Regions from separate parts of the Pan troglodytes genome. Here regions 1 and 3 are each linked to region 2. The links are chromatin contacts, called in public Hi-C maps. All regions are on one chromosome and are shown on one strand. The core of a region is the stretch at or near the end of the contact, and the rest is flanking DNA. Distances in the headings are between cores, read along the strand shown. Region 1 has its middle 580 kb from the start of CRYBB1. Region 2 holds the start of MN1 (MN1 proto-oncogene, transcriptional regulator). Region 3 has its middle 490 kb from the start of CRYBB1.

Region 1 (3,924 bases), core at 263-2,762, 600 kb before region 2:
ATCAGAAAGCCAGGGATCTTTGTCAATTCTCTGCATGGCTTGTACCCACCCCCGAATGGTGACGGTAGAGCTGGCAACCTGCTTGAATGAGATGGGGAGAGAAAAAAAGATGCAACCCGGCAGAAAACAGAAACGCGCACATACTGACCAACAATTTCCATTCAAAATATCATCCAAACCCAGTCCCTCTACTCTCCCATCTCACATTGTTGAATTCGACCTTTCCTTATTGGGTGGGTACCATTAAAGGATCATTTTTAAATAAAGGCAAAATCACGACTCTCGTGCAATTACAGAATGAACACCCATCAGAGATTTTATTTAAAGCATTAATTAATGACAGAACCAGGAAAATGGCACAACTGGTTCAAAGGAGAATTTAAGCACCACACATAGACATGCAGGCAAACAGAAATGCTGGCATTCATTTACAAGTAGATACGAAAGTGGTCAATAACTTGAGGATAATAATCAATTGCATTCCACTGGACACAATTCATTTGCATTTCTATGGCACCAAGCATTTGTATTACTATTGGTTTTTTTCTTAAGCTTCGAGAGTTAGGAAATAGCTCAAAGATGATACAAGGCATAGATATCCTGGAGAGTTATGCTAGACAGAACATTCAGCAATCTTTATAGATTTTTTGGCCCATATCAACGTCTTTTATAATTTTTTCTGACAGTACAGTGCAGCCACCACCATCCCAGAGAAGAAGTGAGGGGCTATGTTGTGTTTCCTGGACCTCTGTTTCTTAATCTGCAAAATGGGCATGATAAGAGCCTTTGACAATCCAGAGACATGAGGTCCTGCTGGGACAAGTACCGTGGGAAACGTGAAGTGCTAAGGGACAGTGTCCCAAACCTCAGTGTGGCCCTCCTTCCTGATTTAGTTCACATCCTTGTTCTACCTTGAAAGAGTTATTTTTTTTCCTTTATACCAACTTTGATTTGATAATACCCTTGAAATCAGAGAATGAGGTGCTGATTCTGTATGGTTTTTTTTTCTAATACATATGAAAATAGACAAAAAGCCATTGAGATAAGAAAGGTAAGTTCATTCTTGTACCAACTAATCCAGTGCTCTGTGGGAAGTACAGGATTAGGAAGATTTTGAGGAAGAAATTAAGTGATAGCCTACAAACACACACACACACACACACACACACACACTCCACTAACCACCACCACCACCACCGCCGCCACCACCAATGTATTCTGCAAATTCATATACAATTTGCAAACCTCCTCCTGAAATAGAGAGAGAGGGCAATTGAAACTATCTAAGGCAGCACTTGGAATACGCAGGCCAAAGACTGAGCCAGGGAGGGATTGTTATCACATGGGCTGTGGGGAGGCAGAGCTCCCCTGTGTCCCCGAGAGCACCCCTCCCCGGGGCCCCACCAGCCCCCAACTCGCCTCTCGAATTCCCACCTCTCCCCTTGCTCTGCGCCTTTGGAAACCCAGACAGCGGCCCCACTCCCGTGATTCATCCAGCAGGAATGTGGGAGTTCTCGAATTGCTCCAGCTAAAGCCTTTTAATTCCCCTTCGGTGATGAATGGGTGAGGCCCTCAAATGAAATGTGGAGGCTCCCAGTCCCAGCCCGCGGCCCTCCCCCTCTTCGGCGTAATTATTTCTGTGCAGAACATGTCAAGTGCCCTGCTTCCCGGGAACTTGTTTCGCATGCAAACATTTGGTGATTAAGCGAGGCTTACTTAATTAAGCACTTTGTAATGACTCTTAAACCAAAGAACAGTGGATTAGGAGTCCAGTTCGTGCTGGTGATGGGAAAGGCAGCTTCATATCACAAGGAGGCAGACAGTGATCTGGTGTGGGGAGGCGGCCGGGCCAAGCGGGGCAGAGTAGGCGCTCTGGGAACTCTGCTAGAATCACTCATTCATTCATTCAATCAATTTATTTTTGGAGCACTTCTTGGAGCCAGAGTAGCGGGTGAACAATAATAATAATAATAATAATAATAGGGCCAGGCACTGTGCTAATAAGTCTGCTGAATAACAAGAGTGAGGAGGAGCCAGAGATAGTTATTGAGAGCTGACTCTACTAGGCATGAACTGCTAGTAGTAATGACGGCAATAATAAGCATTTTCATTGCAGCAGCAAATCCTTGAATAGGATTTTGCTGTGGCCCTGCATGCCCTGAAACTGCTGGGTTTCTGCCATGGACTTGGCCTTTGGAAACAGCCCCCATCTTTGTTGCTGTCTTACTGACTCACTGGCTTCTCACCCACCAGTGGCTCACTTCCCACATCTGTATAATGGGTAGTTGGATCTAGATCTTCTCTAAGATGCTTTTGGGTCTTAGGAGCCTAGGGTGTCTCCTCTGCTTCTGGGGGCCACAGGAATGGTGGCGCCACTTTGGGGGCCTCAGCTGCAATATTGCAGAAGGCTTCAGAGCCCAGTCCTACACAGCTCCAGGACAGAGCAAGGGTGACTCTCAGCTCAGACCTTCATAAACTGTGGGACCTTCACCAGGTAGCTTGTCCTCTCTGACGTACAAGTCCTTCACCTCTCAATTGAAATAACCCTTCCATTTGCTTCCAGGGCTCCTGTAAGGGAATCACACAGACTCATGGACATAGATGCCCTTTGAAAACCATCTACCTGGTGGCAGAAGCCATCATGTCTCAAACCTGGACCCACGAACACACCCCAATGTATTCACTTGTCTACTTGCTTTGGTTTTCTCATTTCTACCATAACCCGGAAAAGGGTTCTAATTGCCTTCTAACCTGGGAGATCATCTTAGAACAAAGGGCTTCCATGTGACTTCAGTGCCTGGGTTGATATTTGCTTTTGCAGTTGTGAGATTATTGAGTAAAATCCAAAGGATCTCACAGCGTGGTTCCAATGAAGATTCTGCTGGTGTTCTAAGAGTAGTATGTGATGGAAGAGCTGCCTCATCACGTAGCAGATGAAAGCACAGTGGCCTCCGCAAGGTCCAGCCCACTGCATCAGTGCCAGACTCACACGTGAGTGGACACTAGACTCCAGCCCTTCACAGGCCAATGGGCAATGAGGGAAGCAGGCAATATGCAGTGAAAACCTTTCTCTGTTTCTGATGCCTTCAGTAATTGCAATAGATGCTCATTTAATGGTGATTTCAAAAATCTGGCTTATGCAAAGCAGACTACCTTCTTGTGTACTCATGTGATGCCCCGTTAAGTTCAGTAGATTAAGTGAAATCTGATTTAACTGAGGTCTGATTATCCGGAGCTAACAGGCTAAAGTTTTCCATTGCACATACCGTTTTGACCAATACCCCATTTCAAAAGGCATTCTTTGCTTGGAATTATACAAGTTAGAAAACAAAAATAGAGTGTGGCAGCCACTGGTACTCTCCTATCCCAAGTCCACTCTTCCCTTTCTCCATAGCGACAGGCCCCTTATTTTATCTGAGGTGCTAATACGCTGAGCTAAAATATTTTATTCTCTGTCTCCCTTAGATATAGAGTTGCCAATGCGGCACAAGCAAAGGTTGTTAGGTGGGATTTATGAGCAGACTTTTCAAAAGAGATGGGTGTACTTGGGGGCATGATTCCCTCCTTCTATTTTCTTCTTGCAGGGAGTACAGATGCAATAGCTGGAGCCACAGAAGCCATATTGTGACCATCAGGCACCTTGAACTTGTTGGCCTCATGCTAAGGCTCTTAGCGCAGAAGAGTCCAGATATTTCCTGATTACTCTGACACAAGAGAAAAATAAAACCTCAATTCACTTAAACTGTGGTCTTCTGGGTCTCTTTTATTAGTTGCCGTTTCTAACTGATGCAGACTATACATATAGAACTGGATCCAGAATGTCAATCTTTCTATATTAAGCCTGGCATGTGTGGTTTAGACTCAAACAAACAGCATTCATTCTCCATCATATTAAATTAACGTTGATAATTTAAATTGTATGTT
Region 2 (3,767 bases), core at 204-2,703:
CCCTAGGAAGTAAGCATCTCCATTATCCTCTGGAATGGAGGCTCTGATTGGTACAAGAACGACGTGTTCAAAGCCACATCGCGACTGCATGGCAGGGCCTGGTTTCATACTCGGATACGTAGGGTCCTAGAGCCATCCTGCCAATGTCTCCATCTACGTGGGTTTCTCTTCCCCAGACGGCATCCAGCTATGAGCTTCTATTTTCCATTCTCTAAGCGAAGTATGCTGAACCCAGGCCCTGCTCCCAAAATAACTCAAACCAGCCCCACAGGCTGGAACGGAGGCCCCAGCGACTCCAGGGCCCAGTTAGCCTCCCCTTGAAAAAGTCCCTATTCAGCAAAAAAAGGAGGAAAAAAAAAAAAAAAACAGCCATCACTCATAAAGCGTCACATACCACACAATTAGTCAGAAAATGCAAAAGTTCAGCAGGTTATTCAACAAACCTATTTAGCATGCTCACAAGCCCCTCCCTCCCCACCTCTTCATTTTCCCTCCCTGCGGCCATCAGCAATGTGGGCTCATTACCACCGAGAACCTCGCTGGAAAGCCAGCCTCATAAACAGAACAAAATAAGCATCTATGATGGGAAAACTTTGGATGGACCAGTCATTAGCCGACACCTTTCAAATCACACTGTCGATTGTCACCTGCATCTCCTGTCCCCCACCCTCTCAGACACCCATGGCTGCATGCCCTGTCTCCACTGAGGTAAGGAGCAAGTACTGGAAGGAACCACCCCCAATGCCAAGACCCAGGCTGAGCTTATCTTCCAGGAAGGAGCCCTGTGTGCAGCTGGAGTCTGCAGCCAAGCTCCTCCATGTGTCAGCAGCGACGGCAGCCGGCATGTGGCAGGTGCGTCCCTGTTTGCTCTACAGCGCCCCATTCCTCTTCACTTTCCTTACAGAGGGGTGTGCTGGGGTGGCTTAGAGCATCACACAGATCTGAGATCTGTGACCTTGAGTGGATCATTCCCTTCTCTGTGCCTCAGTTTCCTCATCTGTAAAATCAGTTTCCAGCAGTACCTACAGCAAAGGACATACGTGAGGACGGAATGAAATGGTGTAGGTTAAGCACAGCAGTCACACGCCATCCCTGGGAGGCGAGTAGAGGCACCTCCTCTCTAAGGCTCCCTGGAAGTGTGCTCCAGTGCAAGAAATGGGGGGTGCCTTGCTGACATCCTCCAGAGATCCAGGATAGGAGGAAAGCAGCCTCCCATCTCTGAGCACTCACCATAAGATGGACTCCTTTCCATAGATTATTTCTAATTCTCGCACCAATTGTACTGCAGGAATAGATGTGTGCCCATTTAATGGACGGGAACCTAGAGGCAGGACACCACTTTGAGAAGGAGCTTGGGGAGAGTTCCTCCAAAAGAAGATCCCACACTTATTGCCCAAAGGGCTCAGGAAGGAAACAAACGGAACCCCCAGGGAACCCTCAGACACCCCACCTCCCACCCCCACTATCAGTCACACTGTCTAAGGGATTGTAAAGTGGACGACAACGGGGCTGATGGGCTTTGAATGGCCCTTCCCACCCAACTAGGAAACAGAGCCCAGAGGCAGTGAGTAATGTGCTTATTTGATCAGATTCTTGGAAACGTTCACAAATCATCACCGTTCGCCCTGTGACAGTGTTACCAGCTCTTCATTTAATTGTTGTTGTGTGCATAGCAGGAAGGCAGTGCGGTTTGGAGGCGAACAGGGTCAGCCTCAGGCTCGACTGCACATATTCCCTTTACCTCCTTGAGCCTCAGTTTCCCCATTTGTCAAATGAGGAGGATAATCTTCTCTGGAGTTGTTAGGGGGTGAACAAGCACAGAGCACTTAGCACGTAGTTAACACTCAATAAACGGCAGCTACTACATGGAGCCAGGCCCCTGCAGGGCGGGTGGCTCCCTGCGGGTCAGCCCTGAATTGATGAGGTGCCTGCTCTCTTTGGTCTCCCCTCAGACCCTGGCTGCATGGTCCTGAGACTCCTGGCTCCGGTCCGGTCCGGAGGCCTTGTCACGCCAAGGCCCTGACAGCAAGGAAAAGGAGCGCTGAGTAGAGAGAGGACTCACCCTGGGTTCTCTGGGCCAGGCCCCAGCTGTGCAGGCCCCACCCTCTCTTGGCCACCTCCACCCCAGCTGAGGCTTAGCTGCCAGCCTCCGACATTTGCCACCCGGCCACCTGGTGAGCTCCAGGCAGGCTGCAGGCGCCAGCTGCCCCCACCTCTGGCTCCGATGAGCTCATCTGGGTTTCCAAACTTCCAAAGCGGCCAGGAATGTTTGCTCAAATGTTCCGAGCCCAGAGAGCGTTAAGAGCAAACCAGTGTCCTCCACCCCCCTTCCCTGCGCAGAAAGCAATCTGCTATAACTCAGACAGGCCGGCCTCACCAAGCCCAGGAGATGGATGCAGCATTTTGGAATCTATATCACCCAAAAGGAAAATGCCTCTTAAATCACAGGGAGCTGGGAGAGAGTGGGAGCAAGAGGCACCGGGACCCAGTGATGCTCCAGAGGTCAGGCCTGGAGGAGGGGAGTATCACCAGGCATGGAGTCACCCTGGTCATCAGCGTGTCCGCTGCACCTTCTTGGCTCAGGTGGAGAGAGGGAGGCCTGGGGACGCTCCCCTAACTTGAATGCTTGCTGGGTGTGCACACACATGTACATGCACTCATGCACACCTGTGTCCACATGCACACACACACGCACAAAGTGCCCACACTGATTCAGCCCACTCCCAGGTCTGTTGAAATCTCTGCCCATTTTATCCCTCCCTTCCTGGCCCTGGCCACCGCTCTCCCGACCTGGGCAGCAGCTGGGCTCTAAACCTGATAAAGTCAGGTCACAGACAGCCCTTCACTCATATCCTTAGAACATTCAGTGGATCTATCTTTTGAGAATAAAGATCAAATTCCTCACTGCAGTGTGCAAGGCCCTGCATGCCCAGCCCGGGTGACCTTGCCATGCCTGCCCCAGTCCCTCCACCAGAGCTGCACTGGCCCCTACTGTGCCCTTCTCACCTTCTCCCATCACAGGCCCTGGCAGGGGTTGTGCCCATGGCTGGAGGGCTTTTTGCTCAGTGAAGGCACAGCCGCACCTCAGCACAGCCGCCACATCCTCAGGGAAATGCCCCCCGCCGCCCCCGGCAACTCCTACCAGATAATCCCGGCACTGGAATGCTCTCTTACCCCCAAGGTCTGGGTAGCGCAACATCCAGCAGTGTTATCTTCTGGGATCCTTAATGAATCTCAGTCCACCCCACTCCATCAGGAGCACCCAACCAGCAGGGGTTCTTCCTGGTTTTGGCCACTTCTGTTTGCATTTCATTCATTTTCCGAATGAAGGAGTGAAGGGCCCTTGCAGTCCAGTCTTATGAACTCCTATTCATCCTGCAAGGCCCTACTTAGTACTTTTCAAACTGCAGATTGTGACCAATTTATAGATTAAAAAGCCATTTAGGGAGTGTGGTATACACATACAATGGAATACTCATCAGCCACAAAAAGAAATGAAATTCTAGACAGGCACAGGCTTGTAATCCCAGCACTTTGGGAGGCTGAGGCAGGAGGATCGCTTAAGCCCAGATATTTGAGACCAGCCTGAGCAACATAGGGAGACCCTGTCTCTACAAAAGAATTAAAAATATAGCCAGACATGGTAGCACATGCCTGTGGTCCCAGCTACTCAGGAGGCTGAGGTGGGAGGATGTCTCAAGCCCAGGGAGTAGAGGCTGCAGTAGCTATGATCATATCACTGAACTCCAGCCTGGGTAACAGAGCAA
Region 3 (3,838 bases), core at 1,269-3,768, 690 kb before region 2:
GACGGCACACCCAGCCCTGCAGATCAAAAAACAAACTTGCCCTTCCTCGCCTGAAAACGCTCCCTCACCTTGGCCACCCGGCATGAAAACATTCTGAATCCAGACTGCCAAGAAAGAAGAATCAAGAAAAAAGGAAGAAAAGAAAAATGAAGAACGCTTTGTTCCTTGAACTGTTCTCCACAAGCATAGTCTCCGCCAGGTACATTACTTAACTGCGGAGGTGACCCCCGACACCCCCCCTCCGCCCCCACCCTGGCTGCCTCGAGCTCCCTTGGCAGCCGGGTAGTCACGTGATGCCCAGACAGCCCTGGCTGCTATTCAAGCGCGTCCATGTGAAGCAGCTCCAGCGAGCATCGCTCCCAGGGGGGAAGGCGGGGGCCCGAGTCAGCCTTGGACAAGGCCCCTCAGCCCCGCGCCAGAGGAGCCCCTGTCGGTGCCCACTGCCCTTTCAAAGACACTGCACGCTGGGCCTGCTCCCTGCACCCTTCCTTGCCCAGGAAGCAGCAGCGCAGGCCAGATGAAATGGCGGCCACAAGGTAGCATCGCTGAGGGGCTTCTGTTCATCGGAGTTCAGCCTGGTCTCCCGGCTTCACTCATTCATTAACTCACTCACTCATTTGTTCATTCAATCACTCATTCATTCATGCATTCATTCATTCACTCACTCAGTCACTCATTCACTCATTTATTCCTTCATTTACTCCAAACTTCACTCAATCATTCACTCACCCAATTATTCACATGTTCCTTCACTCACTCACTAATACATTCACAAATTACTTCACTTACTCATTCATTTATCCATTCATTCAATCATGTATTAGTCCATTTTCATGCTGCTGATAAAGACATGCCTGAGACTGGGTAATTTATAAAGAAAAAGGAGTTTAATGGACTCTCAGTTCCATGTGGCTGGGGAGGCCTCATAATCATGGAAAAAGGCAAAAGGCACGTTTTACATGGTGGCAGGCAAGAAAGAGTGAGAGCCAAGTGAAAGGGAAAACCCCTTATAAAACCATCAGCTCTCATGAGACTTATTCACTACCATGAGAACAGTATGGGGGAAACCACCCCCATGATTCCATTATCTCCCACTGGGTCCCTCCTATGTCACATGGGAATTGTGGGAGCTACAATTCAAGATGAGATTTGTGTGGGGACACAGTCAAATGATATCAATTCGAACACAACATATCATCCACTCTTCTCTGCACTGGGGACATAACAGTGAGCAAAATAGATGAGATCTTTTTGGAGCCTCAGTCTAGCAGGGTAGATAACCATTAAACAATAAACACTTAATTATTCCATTGCAAACATGCTAAGTTTTAGAAAGGAAGAATAAAGCATATGATCATATATAATAGGGGCCCAGCCTTTTCAGACACCCAATTACAAAAGCATAGCTCACTCCCCATATTGCAAAGCAGATATCTACAAGATATCTACAAGAATCATGAAGGCCTAAAAATATGTCAGTGTTGGAAGAAACATCAATGATTATCTGGCTCTTTGTGGCAAAAGGCAGTGACATGGTATGGTCAAGGGCTCAGACCTTTGAGTTGATTTCTGGGTTTGAATCCAGCTCTGCTATCAACTGCATGCCCTTGAGTGAGCTATTGAAACAATTGGACTTGGTAGAGTGAGAACAAACAGAGTACTAGAGCTGTGGAAGAAGATTAAATGAGAGCCCTATGCAAATCACTTAGCATGGGCCTGCCCCTGGGCAGCAAACAGTGCATGCTACCCTCGATCACGCTCTACTTTCATTGAGCATTGGAGGAGGGAACCACATGCCCTAAGATGATCCAGTAGGAGCCTGCACTTGAACCCAGGTCTCTGGGCTCCCAGTCCAGTGCTTTTTCCAAGCACAGAAGAACCTTTGATATACAATGGAAGAACCGCCATTCTCCTGTCTCCACCTGCCGTTCACCAGCCTCTGTCATAAATGTCCCAGAATCCTCACCCAAGATCAAGTCCTGACATCGAAGTGTCCCCCACCCCAGGTGGCTGCACAGCTGACTTCCGGGGCATCTTGGTTGGTGGGAGGGGAGAGAGAAGAAGGCATCTAACACACAGCTTCTATTTGCCATGTCAGGAGCAGTAACTTCTCCTAATTATTTCCCGGCTCCTGGATTCATTAGCCACCCCAGTATTAATTCAGATCACTGCATTTATCCCCATCTGTCCTAGATTCGTCACCAAGACACTGACGATGCTAATGTGGTGGTTTCAGCAATGAAAGAGCACTGCAGAGTTCAAATTGTTGTTCAGAAGGGGGAAGGGCTCTAGCAATTTTTGGTTTAGAACAAGCAATGAGAGTCCCCCACCAAACACACACACACCACCCCCAAGCCCCCAATACCCCAAACCAGGCAGCCCAACGGCCCACGGGCAGATAACCTTCTGCCCTGGCCTCAGCATCAGAGAAATTCCTTTTAAATGACTCCACAGACTTCCCCACCCACTGAGTTCCCCTCTTTGGCTAACAGATGGGCTCAGCTAACCATTCCCAGCTTTCCGATAAAGCAGTGTCAGGCAGTGAGGCCCCCTCAGAAAGGCATGCTTGGATAATAAATTCCAAGGCACCCCTGCCATCTGCAGGCTGCCAATCATGGGGGCGCTGGGCACACTAGGGCTCCCAGCCTGCTGCTGGTAGGGAGCTGGGGTGGGACCTCTGCATGTGGGGAGGCAGCCTGCCCCTGGCGCCCCATCCTGCTCAGCCTGTGACCTGTCCCTGCTGAAAGGGTAGGGGCCAGTCCTGCTGCGACCCCTCTGTCTACTCACAACCCTCCCTGTCATGCGAGAACCAGCACACAGGCAGCACTGTAATGGAGGCAATAATCGTGAACCACAAAGGCCGATAGTCAGATCTGCTGCCACATTTTGGCTCAGTCACATTCCGGTGCTTGACCTCAGGCCAGTGGCTTCCCCATAAGAGCCTCGGTTTCCCCATCTGTAAAATGACAGTTAAAGACACTCCCTCCCTGGTAGATTTTGTGTGAAGATGTAAGCAAAATGCGTGGCACAATGCTTGGCCCATGGATATAAGTGGCAGCTGTCACTATCACCATCATCATTATTGTTAATATTATTCTTGTGGTTGTTATCATTTAAAATACCAATTAGGTGCATGGTGGTGCACTCCTGTAGTTCCAGCCACTCAGGAGGCTCAGGCGGGAGGATGGTGTCAGCCCTAGGAGTTCAAGGCTGCAGTGAGCTGTGATTGATCGTGCCACTGCACTCCAGTTTGGGTGAAGGAGCAAGACCCAATATCTAAAAAATAGTAAAGTGAAATAAAAGGGCAGTTAGCCAGAAAAATGGACTTTATGATACTTGCTTCATATGATACTTATCTTGGAGGTGTGATAAAATGTATGAGCTGTCTTAACCCAGCACAGAATGAGCCTTCAGGAAATGTTAATTGCCCCTGTCAATCTCAAATTCTTTCATCTATTCATTCATTCATACAAGAGACATTCACTAAACATTGTGCCAGCCCTTGGGTTAGACCTGAAGAGAGAAAGAACAACCAAAAAAAAAAAAAGCAATTTTTACCTTTAAATCACTCACAGTCAAGGGAGCACATAAAGCAGTCCCTGCAAAGACAAAGGTTTCCACAGTGTTAGAGTGTGTTTGGAAAGAGGCCAGGCTTCCCAGATCACCCCTCCCCCTATCTCCCAAATAATAATGAAGGCTATTTTTACCACATTGCTTTAACTCATTCGGATTGCTGAGGTTTCCTGAGGTCAGGGATGTACAATGTGCAGTATGCGTACTGTTGTCTCCCCGCCTGGGCCAAGGCAGACATCACTAATCAATCACAGCTGTCTTTCTC

The links. A called contact is a pair of places that touch in the nucleus more often than the background predicts.
Region 1: a Hi-C map of stem cell-derived neural progenitor cells shows a contact between it and region 2, with 2.2 times the contacts expected there. The contact joins the enhancer-like site here to the promoter of MN1 in region 2. A contact is called at or near these places in 1 of 7 Hi-C or Micro-C datasets (stem cell-derived neural progenitor cells) and 1 of 1 datasets of contacts at active chromatin or transcription factors (stem cell-derived excitatory neurons).
Region 3: a Hi-C map of stem cell-derived neural progenitor cells shows a contact between it and region 2, with 4 times the contacts expected there. The contact joins the enhancer-like site here to the promoter of MN1 in region 2. A contact is called at or near these places in 1 of 7 Hi-C or Micro-C datasets (stem cell-derived neural progenitor cells) and 1 of 1 datasets of contacts at active chromatin or transcription factors (stem cell-derived excitatory neurons).

Annotation. Positions count from the first base shown.
Region 1 is chr23:29,360,594-29,364,517 of NHGRI_mPanTro3-v2.0_pri, forward strand. No RefSeq gene overlaps it. Among named protein-coding and RNA genes, the nearest start is that of CRYBB1, 580 kb to the left of the region's middle. Within about 2 kb of position 1,513, at least 10 of the 24 cell types and tissues checked have an H3K27ac peak or open chromatin away from gene starts, as enhancers often do. A contact at or near this core is called in stem cell-derived neural progenitor cells, where this site is marked.
Region 2 is chr23:29,963,128-29,966,894 of NHGRI_mPanTro3-v2.0_pri, forward strand. MN1 (MN1 proto-oncogene, transcriptional regulator) reads right to left here and starts at 1,454. Exons shown (of 2, transcript XM_016938877.4): 1 at 1-1,454.
Region 3 is chr23:29,270,368-29,274,205 of NHGRI_mPanTro3-v2.0_pri, forward strand. No RefSeq gene overlaps it. Among named protein-coding and RNA genes, the nearest start is that of CRYBB1, 490 kb to the left of the region's middle. Within about 2 kb of position 2,519, at least 4 of the 24 cell types and tissues checked have an H3K27ac peak or open chromatin away from gene starts, as enhancers often do. A contact at or near this core is called in stem cell-derived neural progenitor cells, where this site is marked.